Regions from separate parts of the Zea mays genome. Here region 2 is linked to region 1. A link is a contact called in public Hi-C data. All regions are on one chromosome and are shown on one strand. The core of a region is the stretch at or near the end of the contact, and the rest is flanking DNA. Distances in the headings are between cores, read along the strand shown. Region 1 holds the start of LOC103650299 (receptor protein-tyrosine kinase CEPR1). Region 2 has its middle 110 kb from the start of LOC103650297.

Evidence for each region. A called contact is a pair of places that touch in the nucleus more often than the background predicts.
Region 2: a contact with region 1 is called in a Hi-C map of leaf, with 5 times the contacts expected there. The contact joins the enhancer-like site here to the promoter of LOC103650299 in region 1. A contact is called at or near these places in 2 of 25 Hi-C or Micro-C datasets (bundle sheath and leaf).

What each region holds. Positions count from the first base shown.
Region 1 is chr3:108,067,117-108,072,757 of Zm-B73-REFERENCE-NAM-5.0, reverse strand. LOC103650299 (receptor protein-tyrosine kinase CEPR1) reads left to right here and starts at 2,856. Exons shown (of 2, transcript XM_008675904.3): 1 at 2,856-5,613. The coding sequence starts at 2,961.
Region 2 is chr3:108,249,526-108,255,498 of Zm-B73-REFERENCE-NAM-5.0, reverse strand. No RefSeq gene overlaps it. Among protein-coding and RNA genes, the nearest start is that of LOC103650297, 110 kb to the left of the region's middle. Within about 2 kb of position 3,853, at least 1 of the 20 cell types and tissues checked has an H3K27ac peak or open chromatin away from gene starts, as enhancers often do. A contact at or near this core is called in leaf, where this site is marked.

The DNA of each region.
Region 1 (5,641 bases), core at 1,607-4,106:
TATTTGTTTAGTACTCTGACTTGTCTCTTCTATTTCAATAATATCTTGGCCATATTTGTACTTCTGGGGTCTTCATATTCGACCTTCCAAAAATCATGATGACTTGGTCCAAGGACTCTGGGTAGGAGATGACTCTGACAAGTAGACCCTACACGTCAGTCGCTGTGATTGAGAGTCCACACACAACACTGTCCCTAGGGAAAAACAGATCTACAGAATAAGCCTTTGGTCCGGTTCGGCTTGGATGCGGAGAAAGGGGGTCGCACACTAGGGATAGAATTTATTTTAATATTTATACCTTGAAAAGTATCTCGGATGTTTGAAAATTTTAGGAAACATCCTAGAGGTTTATTCATACACGAGTAATCCAAATAAAATATTTAGAGACCATAAAAAGATTTTAAAGCCTTCTAATAAATATAAATAGGTTTATAAAAATGATAATAGTTATCAAAAAAATCTGGTAAATTCTTGGAAGAACATGTTAAATAGAGAAATACATTTTAAAACTTTTTACACTCAAGAAACACCAAGAGTACACATAAGTAAGCAAGCAACACACACACATTTAATTTTAGAAAAAAATAAATATTTTTCCTATGTTAAATTCCTTGTAGAATAAATTAAGTTTGGCAAAATTTTAAAATCATGCAAAAAAATCGTTGCATTAATTATTATTCCTATTCACATACTTAAATTTGAGAATTTTAGGATGTGACATATACTTACAAGGATAAGTACCAAGATGTTAGAGCAAAGACATCTAAGTTGTCATGAGCACAAAACCTTATGGTAAAAATATAGACTCTATTACTTGCAACAGGGAAATGAGTGAACTGTACTTTCAATCATGTCGATATAGGTCCGCCCTTGCATGTAACATAATATGGTATCGAAACAAGAGGTTTCAAGTTCGATTCCTAGTTAGTGTAATTAAAAATAATAGTTGTTGTTGGCTTCTATTCTAAACATAAGTTTATTTTTTTATATATTACTTATATATAAAATAAAGAATGATATGCTATTAATCAAATCAAACTAAGTACCACGTACCACTAATAATGCAACTGTACTACGTACCAATATAATATAATTATAAAACTAATAATATAATAGTACCACATATTAATACGAAATTAATGCCACAAATACAATATACCCCTAATCCCTAAACCACATATACCACTAATACATTAATGAAATCGAACTAAACATAATACTAATCACACACACTAATAAGACAAACACAATTACAAATATAAACTAATTCCGACGGTAATAAAATAACGGCCGCCGAAAATATGGAATAAAATACGCAAAAAAATTTAACCTCTTGGTGGGGGGAGCAGGGGCGGCGCGGCGGGACGGCGCGTCAGGCGTGGGGCGTCGTGGCTGTGCAGCAGGGCAGGTCGCCAGGGCCGGTCAGCGTGGACGAGGGCGGTCAACACGGCGGCACGGTGTGGGGGCGGGCTTGGCGGCGTGGTTGGCCTGTGCAGGGGCGGTCGACGCGGCAGGGCAGGGACAGTGCGGCGGCATAGCCAGAAGACAACAGAAGAGAGAAGAATGAAGAAGAAGGTCGGCCGCGCGGTTTTGAAAATAAGCATTTATTTTCAGTGGCCGTGTCAGTGGCCGTCGAAAATAAATGCTTATTTTTGGCTTTCGAGCCCTGACCACCAAAAATAACAGTGACCATCGAAAATACTGTACAATGCTGTTGTGTTTCCTCTATATGTTTTCTCAAATCCATAACGACTGAAGGAGAGCATCCAACTTTGCAGACAGATTAAAGCTTCAGCCGCGCTAGCAGATAGTGAAGTGCCAAAGGAATTTACAATTCTCCCTCTAGAGTCTAGAACTAAATGTAGATTCTAAAGCTACTGTAGAGACAGGTACTGCCAAGACACCTTTTGCCAACTTTAGATAGGATGGGGTACTTGTTTGAGTTGCATTTCCACCACAATAGTAGACCAAAATTATTTGTATTTTTTCACAGTTATCTGTGAAATACATGGATAGTTCAAAATTATATTTATCCATGCTCAGTTTCTTCTAGTCGCATAGTGAAGTGGGAGGCTAGCAATAAGGATGGATTCTGCTCATGCTCATCCACAGTAATATGTAGCGGAGGTTGATTGTAATTACTGAGGTAATTATGACCTGTAGCACACTTAACATAGCACTCAAATTAATAAATAACGAATATCGTTTTGAATTTTTCCTACAACTTTTGCTTTGATGGACCATATACCCCAAAAAAGAAAAGGCTAAGATACGTCATCTTGTAACGAGGATCTAAGATAAGGGCAATAAATAGTAAGTTGTTTAGGTCATTCTTGTCCTCCCAATATTTACTAAACTTAATCTTTATGTGTTGAGACATTTCAGCTACGAAAGAATCACTATGTCCAGCAAATTCATTCAACTTTGAGTAAGAAGCTACTTGATGTCACATGTAAAGAACACCTTCAAGAAATGGATAGAACGCCTTCAAGAAATGGATAGAACGCCTAGCGTGGAGGAAGATGATTCACAAAATAAGTTTTGAATTGTTTGTTCTCCTTACTCAAATGTAATTGCAAAAGGCTTGTCAAATGTAATTGCAAAAGCCTTCTCAAATAGTATAAAGTTTATATCATCGCCATCACCATTCAGGGCTTGTTCGCTTTGGAGTGGATTGAGAGGGATTGGAGGGGATTAAATCCCCTCCTACACAAATTTGTATAGGAGGGGATTTAATCCCCTCCAATCCCCCTCAATCCACTCCAAAGCGAACAAGCCCTCAGCAATTCCAATTCCCTCCACAGATTCCCGCTCCACTTATTTACTCCCTCCCTTCCTGATAGCTCCTCCTCACCATTCCAATTCCATTTGCAACAAAAGGTTTCTTTCAACAGCAGCTTGCACACACGTACGAGCGAGCACAAGAAAAGCATCCTCACACATACTGGTCAGCTGGTGCTATGGTGTCCACCACTCTCTGCAGTTCACCTCCACCCTTGCTCTGCTTCGTTCTCATCATCATCATCTTCTTCGCGTCCGGCGATGGCGGCGCGGCGGCGGCGGCATTGGAGCTGGACACGCAGGCTGCCTATCTCGCCAATATGAAGGAGCAGTTCGCGGGGCCTGGCATGTCGAGGTGGTGGGACTTCATGTCGCCGGCGCCGGACTACTGCAGCTTCCACGGCATCGCCTGCGACCGGTCCGGCAACGTCACGGGCATCGACGTCACGTCGTGGCGCCTCGTCGGCCGGCTCCCGCCTGGCGTCTGCGCGGCGCTCCCCGCGCTCCGGGAGCTTCGGATGGCGTACAACGATGTCCGCGGCGGGTTTCCGCTGGGCGTGCTCAACTGCACCTCCCTGGAGGTGCTCAACCTCAGCTACTCCGGCGTGTCGGGTGCCGTGCCCCCCAACCTGTCCCGGCTGCGCGCGCTTCGGGTGCTCGACCTCTCCAACAACCTCTTCACCGGCGCGTTCCCGACGTCCATCGCCAACGTCACGAGCCTGGAGGTGGTGAACCTCAACGAGAACCCCGGCTTCGACGTGTGGCGGCCGCCCGAGTCGCTGTTCGTGCCGCTGCGGCGCATCCGCGTGCTCATCCTCTCCACCACGTCCATGCGCGGCGGCATCCCCGCGTGGTTCGGCAACATGACGTCGCTCACCGACCTCGAGCTCAGCGGCAACTTCCTCACCGGCCGCATCCCGGAGTCGCTGGCGCGCCTCCCGCGCCTGCAGTTCCTCGAGCTCTATTACAACGAGCTGGAGGGCGGCGTCCCCGCCGAGCTCGGCAACCTCACGCAGCTCACCGACATGGACCTCTCCGAGAACCGCCTCACCGGCGGCATCCCGGACTCGCTGTGCGCGCTGCGCAACCTGCGCGTGCTCCAGATCTACACCAACCGTCTCACGGGCCCCATCCCGGCCGTGCTCGGCAACTCCACGCAGCTGCGCATCCTCTCCGTGTACCGCAACCAGCTCACCGGCGAGATCCCCGCCGACCTCGGCCGGTACTCGGACCTCAACGTGATCGAGGTGTCGGAGAACCAGCTGACGGGGCCGCTGCCGCCGTACGCCTGCGCCAACGGCCAGCTCCAGTACATCCTGGTGCTGAGCAACCTCCTGACGGGGCCCATCCTGCCGGCGTACGCCGAGTGCACGCCGCTGCTCCGGTTCCGCGTGAGCAACAACCACCTGGAGGGCGACGTGCCGCCGGGCATCTTCGGCCTCCCGCACGCCTCCATCGTCGACCTCAGCTACAACCACTTCACCGGGCCCGTGGCGGCCACGGTGGCGGGCGCCACGAACCTGACCTCGCTGTTCGCGTCCAACAACCGGATGTCCGGACAGCTCCCTCCGGAGATCGCCGCCGCGTCGGGGCTGGTGAAGATCGACCTGAGCGACAACCTCATCGCCGGACCCATCCCGGAGTCCGTGGGCCTGCTGTCGAAGCTGAACCAGCTGTCCCTGCAGGGAAACAGGCTGAACGGATCCATCCCGGAGACGCTCGCCGGGCTCAAGGCGCTGAACGTGCTGAACCTGTCGGACAACGCGCTGTCCGGCGAGATCCCGGAGTCGCTGTGCAAGCTGCTGCCCAACTCGCTGGACTTCTCCAACAACAACCTGTCGGGGCCGGTGCCCCTGCAGCTGATCAAGGAGGGCCTGCTGGAGAGCGTGGCGGGGAACCCGGGGCTGTGCGTGGCGTTCCGGCTGAACCTGACGGACCCGGCGCTGCCGCTCTGCCCGCGGCCGAGCCTGCGGCGGGGGCTGGCCAGGAACGTGTGGGTGGTGGGCGTCTGCGCTCTGGTGTGCGCCGTGGCGATGCTAGCGTTGGCGCGGCGGTGGGTGCTGCGGGCGCGGCGGTGCGCGGAGCAGGAGGGGGCGCTGGCGTTGTCGCCGGCGTCCAGCGCGTCGTACGACGTGAGGAGCTTCCACAAGCTGAGCTTCGAGCAGCACGAGATCCTGGAGGCGCTGATCGACAAGAATATCGTGGGGCACGGGGGCTCTGGGACCGTGTACAAGATCGAGCTTAGCAGCGGCGAGCTGGTGGCGGTGAAGAAGCTGTGGTTGTCGTCGTCGAAACGGCTGCTGCGTGGGCCGAGCAGCAAGCAGGTGGACTGGGCGGCGGCGGCGGCGATGACCAACACAACCAACACGAGAGACAGCACAACAAGCGACGGCGGCGGCGGCGGGTGGCTCGGCGACCGCGAGCTCCGCACGGAGGTGGAGACGCTGGGCAGCATCCGGCACAAGAACATCGTGAAGCTCTACTGCTGCTACTCCGGCGCAGACTGCAACCTGCTGGTGTACGAGTACATGCCCAACGGCAACCTGTGGGAGGCGCTCCACGGCTGCTACCTGCTGCTGGACTGGCCGACGCGGCACCGTGTGGCGCTCGGCGTCGCGCAGGGGCTCGCCTACCTCCACCACGACCTCCTCTTCCCCATCGTGCACCGCGACATCAAGTCCTCCAACATCCTCCTCGACGCCGACTTCGAGCCCAAGGTAGCAGACTTCGGCATCGCCAAGGTGCTCCAGGCGCGCGGCGGCGGTGGCGTTGACCGAGACCGAGACGCCTCCACCACCACCATCGCCGGCACCTACGGCTACCTGGCGCCAGGTAGGATATCGGATCGGAGTACATGCTT
Region 2 (5,973 bases), core at 2,604-5,103, 180 kb before region 1:
GCTTTGGCCGTCAGAGATTCTATGTTTTACCGTAGTGTCCTATAACATGCATGGTTCATGGATATAAAATCGATAATTAATTAAACTTAGACCCCGTTTGTTTCCCTTCATTTTGATGAATTAGAATCTAACTAATAATTGAGTAGGTTATTTTTTAGAATATGACATTTCACAGCCTTACAAAATTTATATATAAACCTATCTCAAATTCATGGGATAATAGATGAAAATTGATTATATAGATTTACATTACATGCTATTTTTCTAATGTACAACTTATAGCATATTCTTCTACTTACTTCTCTATAGCATAAGTGCACTGTATAACTATCTCTCTCGTATGATTTAGGATAATATATAAATATATTATATATACAAATATATTAACTTAACTAATTTGTGTCTAAATTATTATTACTAGAATAGAATGAAATTCAATTACAACGAAACAAATGCGACCTTAATATTATAGTTTCGTTGTTTGAGTGAATATGTTCGCCAACACCGGTCAGTCCACGGACCGTGCGATTCAGCGTCACATTATTGTGTGTTCTTTTTATCCTAAAACCCATGGTATTAGATGCCTCGTCTAGCACTACTAGAGCAGAGTTTTTGTCGAGTACCGCAGACACTCAATAAAGTATAGTACTCGACAAATAATTGTTTGCCGAGTGCCCGAGATTTTATACTCGACAAACTTTTGAACACCCACACCCAGCAAAGAACGTGTTTCCGACAGTGTAGTGCTGCACCCGCAAGCTATAGTAGAGATTCACTGTGGACGTGTTTGGTAGGCTGCATATGGGCCGGCCAGGCTGGTGAGATACAGCGTACGCTTGTTTGGTTGCTTGTCTCTGTATCTGGTGGGCTGAGGGGCGGTGTTTGGTTGCCTGTATGTCTGTGCTCACCTGCACTGCGGGATGCAACATCTCGCTGTGAGCCAGGCTGTGGAGAAACGAGTTTCATTTCTGTATCTCGGGAGCCAGGCCCTGGCTAGCCTGTTTGGAGCGGGCAGGCTCCACTGCGAAACGAACCAAACACGCCCTGTATGTTCGCTATATCTGCAACGCAACATGTGAGTTAATTGACTGACCAGTGACTGAAATATTGACGTGGCATTAGCTTTGTGGCGAGCATGCATGCGCCCTTGTTCAAAAGGAGTATTCATTCCCCGCCCACTACAAAGCTAATGCCGCATGACAGTGTTTTCACCTTAGGAATGTTAATGGCCGTAACCATTGTGTTTGTTCTTTTACGAAATGATTATTCATATCTTTGTAATCGATTCGATCTCTCCTTTTTTCTCACGGTGAAGTAAAAGTGAGTTACCATGCCGTACCATATATACCTAACTCTTCCATTGCATAATCTACACTCTTTAGGTTATAGATTATGGTAATCTACACTGTTTAGATCCCTATACCAAAATTACCATCTTACCCTTATTTATCATTGTAGCGATCATGCATGCACAATGAAGTTAGGTGCCATTTGGTTCCCAAAATGTAACGTAAATGATAACGGTAATGGTTTGCATTCGATTACCAGCGGTAACAAATTTGTATAGACTGGTATCAATTTCTAGTGTGGTATCCGATTATGGTTGGACTTAAACAAATATGATTTAACGTTATTTGTTACCTATTACATTACAAACATATCAACCAAACAGCACCTTAGTTAATTAGTTAGTGGTGCAATTGAGGAGCAGTGCTAGAAAAAGTAGTATAGATTGCCTAGAAGCGAAGTACTCACTCGGTCTTAGAAAGAATGTAATTCTAGCTACGGTACAAAATCAATATTTAGTTTGATATTATTTTCTATTAAATATGTACTAATATTTATAATATCAAGTAAGCATCGTATAAATTTGTTATAAATTATATTTATGTGAAATTATAACTGATGATAGTATTTTCGATATACTTAGTTAAAACTAAAATAATTTGATTTAGACTAGATCTTGATCACATTCTTTTTAATATGGTGGTAGTAATATCTTGAATATTGTAGAGGACATTTTTTATCCCGAAAGAGTACAAACTAGAATTATCCATATTGCAGATCTCGTTGTTGTTGTTGCCATTCAGGGCATTGTTGTTTGGGACTTCATTGGTTAGGATGTCTCTGATTAGGGTGCTTCTGGTTAGGGCGCTGCTACAAACACTCAACCAAATCCTTGATAGCCCTGCACTCAATCAGATCATGAGTATCCGACCTGTGCATAGGGCAGCACCCACCAGTGCCCGGGGGTTGGGTGGAGTTGCTTCTCATTCCTAGGGGGTAGGTTCATTGCACCTTTCTATGGTAACACAGATTTTGGGTCCACTAGGCCTTTACCCTTTTTAATTTTTCAAGGCTTGGGTTGGGAGGGCCCAGCGTCCGACATCCCTGGTTGCATTTCACTAGGAGCATACCTTCCTCTACCCATTACCATTCACACACACTTGTCTGCTAGAGAGAGCATCTCTCCAATGTTTTGAATGTTGCAGGTGGCGAGCTTTGTGAGCATTTTCTTGTCGTGAACGCCTTGTCAGAAGGTGACGATGACGAACGCTATTAAGATCCAGAAAATGTTGTTCCTAACTTGCCAAAAAGCAACTCTGTGCCAGGTCAAGACCATGGCACGACACCGGTGCCTGGACAAAGATAAACCATGGTCGGGACCCGAGAGTGCGTAAATGGAGATCCTGGTCCGTTGCAACCTTTTCTAATTTTGGTTGCACAAGGAGAGAAGGGAAATGGTTGACCCTATTGGTGGCTATGAATGTGGCAATGTCTTATCACATTGTTTAGTAGGAGCCCCACTGATGTCTGATGTCAATGGGTTGTGGATAAGAGCCTCCATGGCGTCGAGAGGACCAATGGTGTCATAGGCACCAAAGTCAAGGCACCGACGAGCCCGTCGAGATGACCAGTGTTCGGAGAACCCTTATGCTTGGAGGTTGCCTCACCCTGGTCCTAATACAAGGCAGGGGGAGTGGTGCACATTCAATGGTCTTGCTCCTCCAAGGCTCATAGAAGCATAAGGTGTAATGCCCTCATGGTGTTGTGCACCCCAATCGGGATACATGCCAAAGCCAGGCCTATGAGAACTGTGTCATGAGGCCCCATCGAGGCATGCCCGCACATCAGAGGGCCTCGAGATCAAGTTGTTATTCCCTTGGAGTGTGTCGAGATCAAGTTGTCCCTAAGGCTAGACCTCAGCCTTGGTCGAAGCAAAGGCAGGTTCTGGGCATAGAGTTCTAGGAGCGATGATCTCGATAGTCAGGTCCGTTAAATGTACCTTGACGATATGGTCTTCCCCGAATAATGAAAGATAGTGCTATATGGTTGGACTCGTGATGTTTTTTTATCAAGTCACTAAGGGTGTGTTTATTAGTTGGATGTATATGGACGAATGAAAGGGGACGGCCACAATTTTTATAGTGTTTGGATGAGAGTTATGTAGGGGTGACGTAAACACCGGATTAGTTTTTGGTGGCGGCGTGATTCCAAAAAATCGAGGGGATGGTGTCATCCCCGCTTCATCCCATTTTAACCTCAAACCAAACACATCTATGTGTTTTTACCAGGTCAAGCCACTAATGTTGGGTTAATTGAGTGACGAACCATACGTTATTATGTACTAATTCTTTTATATACAACGATTGTTCTGATGTTGTTCTAAACTTAATGATGCTTTTGGCCAATCAGGAGAGGCGAGAAACACGTGAGGATGACTGCATGCATACGCAAATAGAATAAGGAAAGTTTCTTCTTTAAAAAAAAAACTGGAGTCGTCACGGTCTCCTTTTTCATGTGCACCCATGGTGAGTTACATTTTATTTTTATCCGCAACTCCTTATCCACCATGGATTCCTCGACGTGGACCCACCACCACCTCCACGAAAATTACTTTGTTCTCAAATATCCATCCCTCCTTTTCTTTTGGGAAATTCAGAAAAAAATGGACTAAATATTTTTGACTTTTCTTTTATTCATGCTGTTCTTTGTAGGACATTTTTTTCTTCATCAGTACAACGAGGATGGAAGTTTTATTCGGTGCTATCCAAAAAAAAACGACGACCGTGGAAACTAAAGCGGAAAACATTGGAGCACACGTGTGCATTCCATTCCTGTGGCATTATTTCATCCTTTTCGATGGAATTATTCTTCTTGACGTGTTAAACAGCAGTAAAGAATTTGTGCCGAATGCCTACGGTTGCTAGCTAGTAGCTATAATGGTGAAGCGCCTAAATTCCATTTAATTTAAACGTTCTTACCCCCTCCGTTCCAAATTATAAGTCGTTTGGTTTTTAACCAAATTTGACTACCTCGTCGTAATAGAAAATGTCATATTTATCATTTATTTTATTATGATATCATTTAGGTCCCGTTTGTTTCCTTTCATTTTGAGAAATTGGAATCTTACTAATGGAATGAGCTATTTTTTTAGAATGTGACATTTCATCACTTTCCAAAGTTATCATATAAGTCTATCTCAAATTCATGGGGTGGAAGATGAAAATTGATTCTATAGATTTACATGCTATTTTTCTGATGTACAACTTATAGTACACTCTTCTACTTGCGTCGCTCTAACATAAATATAGTATATAACTATCTTTTTCATATGATTTAGGATAATATAGAAATATATTACGTATATAAATATATAAACTTAATTAGTTTTGTCTAAATTATAATTATTAAAATGGAATTCAATTCTAATAAAACAAACGGGGCCTTAGTGTAATATACTTTCAGTATAGTAATGATTTTTTGCAAAATTTTTTAATAAGACGAGCGGAACAAACTTGGTCTAAAAAGTCAAATAAATTATAATTTTGAACGAAAGGAGTATTTGTGGGGGATAGATATCCCCGAATCATCAAAACACGGACTCGTTTCCTAAGGTACTTGAAAGGCCCCCGATATGGCCTCGATGGCTGAATTTTGGGCCTCGACACGAGGTAGCTGAAGCTAGCTTAAAGCCCCACGCGCGGGAGTTTAAGGCTAACTAAATACTGCGTGACTTGGCCTGCGCATGCAAAGTGGGTGCGAGCTTTGCAAGAGAGGCCAATGTGCGACTTGAAGAATCAGCACGATCACCGTGAGTAACGGATAAACATGGACAAGTACTCCAATATGTACAGGGATATCTCCTCGGTCATGTATATAAAGCTGAGAGGGTACCCCTACAAAAAGTTAGACTCCGCTAGATCACAAGATCATCCTCATCTTCTACCTTCAGCAATCACTTGTAAACATTTGAACTTAGATCAATACAATCTCCAGCCCGAACTTGTATAATTCATTTTGTTCCATCGTGCCTTGCACGAACCATGGAGCTGCGATCAACGTCATCGTCCTCCCAAAAGCACTACGTGGACACACTCCGTAGTGCACCATCGGTACCTAGCACCAACAGTTGGCGCGCTAGGTAGGGGGGTGCGACGTCGATTCCCGACAGCTCCATGGTTGTCACCTTCAACATCGTCTTCAAATTCACTATTGGGGAGGTTTTCCACTTCGGATCCCTCTCATGTATCATCAACCAAAGGGGTGCCCTACATCGGGTGTTGGGCGCAGGGAAGGGCACTCTAGGATCACGCATCACCGACCTCATGAAAAAAGGGCCCTCGTCGAGATCCAGCACAACCTTGGAAACGACTGTGGTCAAACCTCGGGTGGTCACGGCTCGACCCGCAGTGGCATGTTCTCAGGTACATGGGCCCCAACTCAACCGTGCGCCATGTCGGGATGTCTCTATGACGACGAAGTGAGTAGTCCTCCCAACACTTCCGTATCGTCCGGTTATTACAACAATATCGACGTGGCGGCCCCACTATTCACATCGCCGATCCGAGTATAGACCTAGATCACCTGGAAGAGAGGTGGTACTAAGGACCCCGCCACCCCTGGGTCGGAGGGTGAGAGCACCTAGAGGGGGGGTGAATAGGTGATCCTGTAAATCTTAAAAACTTAAGC